Linked DNA regions of Danio rerio: region 1 is linked to region 2. Evidence: chromatin contacts called from public Hi-C data. All regions are on one chromosome and are shown on one strand. The core of a region is the stretch at or near the end of the contact, and the rest is flanking DNA. Distances in the headings are between cores, read along the strand shown. Region 1 holds the start of ezrb (ezrin b). Region 2 holds the start of enpp1 (ectonucleotide pyrophosphatase/phosphodiesterase 1).

Region 1 (4,722 bases), core at 188-2,687, 220 kb before region 2:
AAAACCACTTCTGTCAGCTAAAAAGAGGAAACCGAATCTACAATTCACACAGGCTCACCAAAACTGGACAATAGAAGATTGGAAAAGCATTGCCTGGTCTGATGAGTCTTACTTTGCTGCAACATTCGGATGGTACTGATTTTGAACTTGAATTTGACATCAACAACATGAAAGCATGGATCCTTCCTGCCTTTTATCAACAGTTCAGGCTGCTGGTAGTGTAACGGTGTGGCGATGTTTTCTTGACACATTTTGGGCTTATTAGAACCAACTGAGCACCGTGTCAACTCCACAGCCCACTCGAGTATTGTTGCTGACCATGTCCATCCCTTTATGACCACAGTGTACCCATCCTCCGATGGCTACTTTCAGTAGGATAATGCTCCATGTCATAAAGCGTGAATCGTCTCAGACTGGTTTCTTGAACATGAAAACAAGTTTACTGTATTCAAATGACCTCCACAGTCACCAGATCTCAATCCAATGCTATCATGTTAAAATCTCTGATGATTATTTCCAGCACCTTGTTGAATCTATGATGGATTAAGGCGGTTCTGAAGGCAAAAGGAGACCAACCTGGTACTATGTGTACCTAATAAAGAGGCCAGTGAGTGTATATAAATATTTTGATGTGTATATTTACATTTATGTACATAAAATGCTGTTAATAAATGAGAATTTTAAGAAAACACTTTCATGTAAAGGACCTGTTTTTAAATAAAAAACAAACAAACAAACAAACAAAACATTTTCCCACAGTAAAGAAGTCTTTATTAATGTTCTCAATTACAAACAGGGAAAAGTCTTTCCAAAGCAAATTAGGATAATTGCATAGTCAGAATAAATTAACTAGAGACTCTTGAGTTTCTTACAAAAGAAACCATATGTATCAATATCTTTTTTTGTATTAATACGTATTTACTGTATGTACAATGGTGCATAATTCTAAATGAAACTTATTGTGTCCTAATCGTAATTAAGTACCTATTAGGATTCAGACATATATTTTCAATAAAGAAAACCATATTGACAGAGTAGCCCACTATTATGACGTAAACAGCAGACGCAAACGTAGACTTTTGAACACCTACCACTTGATATATTTCTCAATGCTGCAGCCAGGTACGTTTCAAATGCTCGAGTTGCTCCTAAAGGCTGCAAATTATTGTGTCATTAAAATCATTTTCAAGCAAACTTTAGCCCTTTAGCCTCGGTGAAGTGAAGGCACTTGAGCAGGCGCATTTTGCTGATGGTATCCGGCGTTGTGGGCGTCGCGGCGCAGCAGCGCGTCTCAAACAGGAACTGGAGCCGCTTTTTTTCAGTCGGTCTGTCTGTCATTCGGCAGAGCGCACAAAGGTGAGCGCACCGTCAGCCATATTATCGCCGCCGGACTCCGCGCTCACTTCCTCGGAAGGGAGGGGAATTTTTCGGCCGAAGCTGTGCTGAACTGACTTGCCGGCTCTGGTAAGATACTCCCCGATCGATTATCGCTTGGGTCAAAGACCGCAAAACAGTTTGCGCGTCTACGGTTCAGGCGGTCGTCTTTGTGCTGACGCCGCCCAGTTCACGGAGAAATCTCTACCAACAGGTGCAGCTCTGATTAACGCAGTGGGATAGCATGTACCTTGCCACGAGACAGGCCCTTTTACAAACACAGAGACGCTATCAGACGCGGGATAGAGCTTTGTCTATTTTGAGGATGAACAGCGTGGTCGTGCACGCTACCATGTGGACAGCATTGTCAATGTAAATTTGTGTTTTAGCCTATGATATAGGCTTGTGAATCGAGAAGCTCGTGGGTCGTTATGCTAAATTCGGCTCCGTGACAGTGAAACGAGTGTTTCTCTGTCGGGGCACCGAAAACCGCAGTGTGTTTCCTGCACTTTTCGACAGGGACGTAACGGCGTCATAAGTCAATCGTCAGCAAAACAGTTTAGTATGAATCCCGAACGAATGACTCTTATGAGCCAGTTATTGGATCCAAAACATCAATACAGTTCAGTTCTCAAGTAAACGATTCTTATGAATCGGATCTTTTTTAGTGAATCGAAATAATTTTAACCGGTTCTTTTTATTAAGTCGTTACCACTCATCTGTCTATTATGGCTAATTATTGATCTCTTTTCTCGTAGTAGTATCATTGCTTTTGTTGTATATACCTAATCAAGCATGAGAATCGGAGCCAATCGTTCAAGCTGGTCAGTTTGTGCACCCATTAGATATAATAATAATAATATTTTTTATAATAATCATAATACTATAGTTTTGTTGTTATTGTAATTACAGTATTAGTTAGTAGTTTTGTATTATAGTTATCTTATTGATCATGAATCGTTACGTAAAGCGCGAGTTGTGGAGTGAATCTCGAACAAACGACTCTTACGAACCGGATCTTTCAGTGCATCAAAGCACGCACGAATCAGTAGGAGGTGTTTCAATTTCTGTCATTTCATTTGCTGTAGGACTCGAAATCAAACAAAACTTATAGAACTGTGCTATAATGTTAAATTAACTCAAATGACAACTCAAGTGACTGACAAGTGATGAGGTTAAACTCAAAACGTAAACATCTAATTATAGAAGTATTATGTATTTATTTAGTAAAATATGCTAATGTCGATACTTCAGTTACCTTAAATCATTTTTTTTCTTTCATATTGAGTAATATAGTTGAGCAAACTTTATTTGTTCTCATGACCAAAAACTCGCCTCATGTAACGTTACCATTATTGATTACCTTGTCTATGATCAGCTCCCGCTATGTATATTACTATTAATTATAATAACCGAATATTTGACATTCCCCGTGCAGGCTCGATCTTTGGGGAACAGAGACTGGAGCAAATATTTGCAGAATGGGGTGGGGACTTTAAATTCAAAGGCGGTGTTACCTCTGTTTGGGTGAGGCATTGACAATCTCGAGTTCCAGCTTTTTTTTAATCGTGATTCATGCGGCTGTTCATGGAGTGCGTCAGGGTTTATTCTCGCCGATCTTTAAATGACAGGCAGGCTGCTCTTGAGTCATTCTTAGTTTCTCCTCTTTCTGTTTCACAGGGAGGATCCGTGGAGAGAAAAACTGACTTTATTCTGACGCTTTGACGAGAGGAATCGGCATCTACATCAAAATCAAAATGCCTAAACCAGTAAGTATTAATTTTTATTGAGAGTATGTTTATTATTAAACCGTAAAGACGGACCAGTCTGGATGTTTGCCTTGTTTTCAACTTCTGGTTAGTGTTTTAAAGTTTTCTGAAGGATTTGTTGTCTGATTGGAGACATGTTTTGGTTTATTAATGTTGACTTCAATTCTGTGGAAGCAGTGAAACCATCTGGGAAGTTCTAATGGCTTTGGAATTGTTATAATGGAAGTTGTTGGTTGTAATGTCAGTCCTGTTGGTCTCTGATATTTTTTGCCTTCTGTTGGTAGCATGTTAAAATCAATAAATCTTAATGAAATATGTCCCCAAACACACAAGTAACTATTAATATATACTGTTTTAATGATTACAATGTGGTGGTTTGTAATGATATCATTGTTATATGTTGTATGTGGGATTGGGAACAAGGTTAAAAGTTTTTTTTTTTTAATCAGGCTTTATTTTGATGTAATTAATGTTTGGTCAAACTTTATTCATTTAACAGTTAGTTCCTAAAAATATTTGTGTAAATATTGGACACATCTGGATTTTTTTTTCTTTCTCTGATTGGCATCACATTGACCATTTCAAAGATGGCAGACACATCAAGGCCATAACAAACATTTTTTTGTTATATCCAGATGTTAAACACCACAAATAAAATCCTCTGTGATTGTTTCTGTTGTTTTAAAGCAGGTTTATTTGTTTAAAGAACAAATATCTGGTTGTTATGTCAAACTTCGTCTAATCTAATAGTTACAGTTTCCAGAAACATGTCTAACATTGTCAGTTTTGCGTTTGTCTAGTAGTTTTGCTCGCAAGTTACTTCTTGGAGACACAAAAATGCTAGTTTCAAAGTCATTTATTAGGCTTTGGCTTCATTTTTAATTGCTTTTAGCCACGTTTAACAAATCTGTAATACTAAGAATGTGTGACTTATGTATAGGTCTGGGTCGATAAATTATGTTGAATAGAATCGTGATAAAATTTATGTCAATAACAATGATAAGCTCTGGACTTTTTTTTTTTTTACTCTATATTGATCTAAGAGCCAACCACACCGCAGAAATGGGAATCTAGAAGTAAGTTGAAATTAGAGATGTACTGAATTTTCGGCCACAAAATGTTATGCCATTTAATGGACCCTCTCATTTTTGTGGCTTCAGTCAATAGCCCCTTTCACACATACAGACCTTTCCGGAAAATTGCCGGCAATTTTCCGGAAAGGTCTGTATGTGTGAACAGGTCCTTTTTGAAAATACCGGTAAATTCGTTCTGGCTATTTCCCGGAAAGAGAAGTTGTAACATTACCGGCAATTTGCCGTAATGCTGCGCTGTGTGAATGCATAAGGAAGATTCCCGTAATAAGCGCGTGCACGTCTAGAACGTGCTGACGTGAGACGTCTGCTTTAGCCAATCACAACAGTCAGACGCATTTACGTCCGCGCGGTTTGTGAGGATAAAAGCCTTTGAATATTTTTCCAGACACATTTAGCTGCTAGAAGTCAGTCAGATCACGTTTATATGTTCTTCTTAATGCCAACTGTGTAAATAATCATCGATGAGATGCTTATGATAAGCCGTT
Region 2 (4,539 bases), core at 114-2,613:
TATTTCTTTTAAAAATAAAATTTTACATGGCTTTACCTTCCTGGCTTGCTTATATATATATATATATATATATATATATATATATATATATATATATATATATATATATATGGCTGATTCCAGCGTTATGGATGTGACATTTGCAGTAAAAATTCAAAACATAAATTCGCAGAGAAAGTTTACGTTAACATTATATTGAATCATCTGTTTATATTTTCCAAAACAACTAACCACAGAGTTATGGGATCAAAAAAATTCAATCTGTGAACATTTTTATACTTTAAATGAGGAAAATAAACAAGCGTTATGGATGTGACAAAAAATGTCTGCGAGTTTACAGTATACAACATATTTCGTAGAAATTCTGTGAATTAAACTGCACAACCCAAAATAAATATTCCTTAACAAAAGGATAAGAGTTGGCTCTTTATAGAACAAAACTGATTGATTTTATTTTATTTTGACATTTTTGCATTTTTGAGGGAAAAGCTGTGTTATGGATGTGACACTTTTTCGTTATGGATGTGACAGATGTGAAATTGCCATTTGTGTGACTTTGGTAAATCAAATATAATAGTTTGAAAACATTGACAGACACATTTTTAAGTATTTTCAAAGTACTGTAAAACACTTGCCTGCGCAAAAAATGTAGAAACGGTTTCGCTATTTTGGTGAAAACATTTTACTTTTCATGGCAAGGTTGACATTTTCATGGAATTGCTCATATATATATATATATATATATATATATGGTTTTAATCTCCCAGATAGTTTATCACTGGGTGAAAAGGTCTGACAATACCTTAAAAACATAAATTGTTTAATCCACTTTTTAAATAGGTTATTTTCAAAAAAAAAAAAAAAAAAAAACTGTGAATAAATTATCATTTACCTAAAAATGCATGTAAAACATTAACACATTTGTGTGTTTTTTTTTTTCTGAAAAGCAGCCAAGCACAGTATTTTACTGTTTGTTTATCTAAATATACACCGTATACTCAGTTTTTACTATAAAACAGTCCACTACACTCTATTGTAAACTTATTTTAAATAACAATAAAGAACAATCAATCCCTGCACAAACTTTTAAGCAAAAAGTTTAAACGAGTAACTTAACCCGAGTCAGTCATGTTTGGTTAACCTAGATTCAGTAACCGGCTTTTGTTTCCCCGAGAGTGTCCGCTTACCGCACAGAGGATTTTCAAGTATCTTGACTGGACTTTTGCAGTGTTGTGTGTCCGTGTGTACCGCTGTCCTGTGCCCAGTAGGTTGGCGGCGTGTTCGCTCATGTGTTCATCCCGCTTGGCTGAGTCCATTATTGACCGCGCGCTCGCTTTGCCTTGCACAGGTTTGTTGAGCTCGGACTCATTTCAAACTTTGTTCTCTAGTGACTTTGTAGTTCATGAAGCTGAAGGACCGCCCAGCTGCTGCGGTCTAGTCAACCAAAGGTAACATGATCGGCAGCACATGCCCTCTCTTTCTGGCTAATTATATTTAAACCTGGGAAAGGGCAGGACTTAGGCAAACCATGTTTGCACTAAAATAACAATATCAGTAAAATATCAGTAATATATAATCTACGGACATTATCTAATGGACAATAGGATGCCTTCTTGATCAACAACACGTCATATCGTATAATGTTTGTTTGACATTCATTAGACATTCGGTTTGAAACCAATTACATTCTATGCTCCTGTTATAGTTTGAGCCCATACTATGTCAGATGGACAAATATGTCTCCTATATGTTGCACAAGGCTTACTTTCTAGATAAAAAGCAAAACAAAAACAAATATAGCCATATGAATGAATTAAACAATTTAACCATATGAAATTATACAACAAAATAAATACCTAATGTTCAGAAAAACATCCTGGTTATTGCACAAGACAGGAGAATTATAGTTTTATTTATTTTATAATATTTATGTAATATAAAAAAATTTAATGATTATTTAAACTAAAATTTCCTAAATATTAGTATTTTCTAAATATTATTCTTTATGATGCACAAGCTTTTATTTTTAGTTATGTCTTTGTTGAATTTAGATACAGTACTGAATCCATATTTTCAGTATAATGCATACTCTGTAGACACTTAAATGAATTAAACTCTGACAATTTTTTGAAATCAAATCAACTGTAAAATTTTAAAAATATTATTCTTTATGATGCACTAAAACAGTTTTACAGTTATGCCATTGTTTTTACATACAGTAATATATCCATATTTTCAATGTATCAGCTACACCGTAAACACTTAAAATAATTAAACTCTGACACCTTTTGAATGTTAAAAAAGTTACATATTTGGATTACAGGATTACAATATTGCATTTGGCTATAAAAATATTATGAACAATTTGCATAAAAAATATTACAAATTTATTGTCAGACAGTAAGGGCAATAAACGGCAGGCAACAGTCAAATATAACTAACTAACAACTAATTAACTAACTAAATACATAAATAAGCTCACCCATTCCATGGCAAATTGGTGTATGGTAAAACAATATAAGCACAATTATTAAACAACAAAAAATACAAAACAAGTTGAATTACTGTTTATAAAAAAAAAACACATTACTACAAAGGCATTGTCTTATACTTTATAAACAATAATACTTTTAATATTTTACAGATTGTTATATCACTTTTTTAATGCTATATCTGTGTTTGTGGTTACATTGTATCCGAAATACTGAAAATATGGATTCAGTACTATATATAAAAATAACAAAGCCACAACTGTAAAAAACAGGTGTTGTGCATCATAGAGAATAATATTTAGAAATGTTTAGAGTAAATTTGAGTCCATTATTTTTAAAAGGTGTCAGAGTTTAATTATTTAAGCATTTACAGTGTATCCGATACACTAATAATATAGATACCGCACCATATATAAAAACAACAAAGGCTTTACTGTAAAAATCAAAGCTTGTGCATCATAGAGAATAATATTCAGACAATTGTGCAGTTTGTTTTATTCCTTTATCTCAAATGGTGCCAGAGTTTAAATGAATATTATCATTTTTACATTAAAAGTTATTTAAAGAAATATTATAAAATAAATAAAGTGCTAATTCCAGTCTTGTGCAATAACCAGGATGTTTTTTCTGAACATTTTGGTATTTGTTTTGTTGTATGATTTCATATAGTTGAATTGTTAAGTTCATTCATATGGCTTATGTTTTTTCAATTGAGAAAATAAGCCTTGTGCAACATAAAGGGCACATATATATATTTCTATCTAATGTAGTTTTGGCTTAAACTATAACAGGAGCAAATCATTTAATTGGTTTGAAAGTGAATGTTTAATGAATGTCAAATGTCAAACTAACCTTACCACGGTTGGAAAACGGTCATATACACAGATCTAAATTGATTTATTGATCAAAACCAACCTTTTGTGTATTTTATATTGAAATTTTTCTTATAAAAGCTGTCTTTGAATAAATATGTGTATAAATGTGTGTTTGTTTGTGTGTGTGTGTGTGTGTGTGTGTGTGTGTGTGTGTGTGTGTGTGTGTGTTACTATTATTAGTATTACTTTATATCTATTATTAGTTTTTACTTTATATATTTAGATTTTATCACAACGGCAGTATTGCTGAACCCGGAGGTAAGGAGATCCACAAATTAGTATTTTTTGTCATTATTACGAATTTTTACGACAAACAAACACGTTTTAGTATAATCATAACCACATTCGTGTTTTTCCATCATGCTTTAAAAAAAAAAAAAAGCTAAAAAAAACCACCACTAAATTTCGCGATCTATAATCCCTATATTAATAACTCCTGTACAGCAGTCCCGCAACATTCTGACACTGGAATACCCTGTCAGTAATGTAGTGGCTGTCAATGGGCTTTTTACAGTGTCTGCTATAATGTTAATGCTGTTTTTGGTGTGTTTACATTGATGAAAATGGCCACTGTGTAAATACGCAGTAAAGGTACGATCTTATTGCCACATTAGATCATTATGGTAACCTAATATATGCCTTTAGTGATTTCCTGAAGATAAATACCAAAAAATAACACAACTGCAATAACTACAGCAGTTGCCATCGTCTCATCTCACATGAAGCACGAGATTGCGAGGACATATGATGACGTGTGCTGGTGCTGTAGTGCTGTCCCTATTCTTTTTATTTTGAAGCCCTTCCTTTTCACCCTCGGTTGTAAGGGCCAAGGGGAAGGGGTAGGGGTACAAAAATAGAATTGGATTGGGCCTTAATTGTTTGATCATACTCTTGGATTTGAATTTTATTCATTCATTTTCTTGTCAGCTTAATCCCTTTATTAATCTGGAGTGCCACAGCAGAATGAACCGCCAACTTATCCAACACATTTTTTGGACTGTGGGTGAAACCAGAGCATTCGGATGAAACCCACACGAACGCAGGGAGAACATGCCAATTCCACACAGAAACGCCAACTGAGCGGAGGATCGAACTAGTGACCCAGCGACCTTCTTGCTGTGAGGCATCAGCGCTACCTACTGCGCCACTGCTTCACCCTAGGATTTGGATTT

The links. A called contact is a pair of places that touch in the nucleus more often than the background predicts.
Region 1: a contact with region 2 is called in a Hi-C map of hematopoietic stem cells, with 2.2 times the contacts expected there. The contact joins the promoter of ezrb here to the promoter of enpp1 in region 2. A contact is called at or near these places in 2 of 18 Hi-C or Micro-C datasets (caudal fin and hematopoietic stem cells).

What each region holds. Positions count from the first base shown.
Region 1 is chr20:14,859,521-14,864,242 of GRCz12tu, reverse strand. ezrb (ezrin b) reads left to right here and starts at 1,437. Exons shown (of 14, transcript NM_001030285.2): 1 at 1,437-1,464; 2 at 3,055-3,143. The coding sequence starts at 3,132.
Region 2 is chr20:14,637,257-14,641,795 of GRCz12tu, reverse strand. enpp1 (ectonucleotide pyrophosphatase/phosphodiesterase 1) reads right to left here and starts at 1,363. Exons shown (of 25, transcript NM_001030168.1): 1 at 1,188-1,363. The coding sequence starts at 1,316.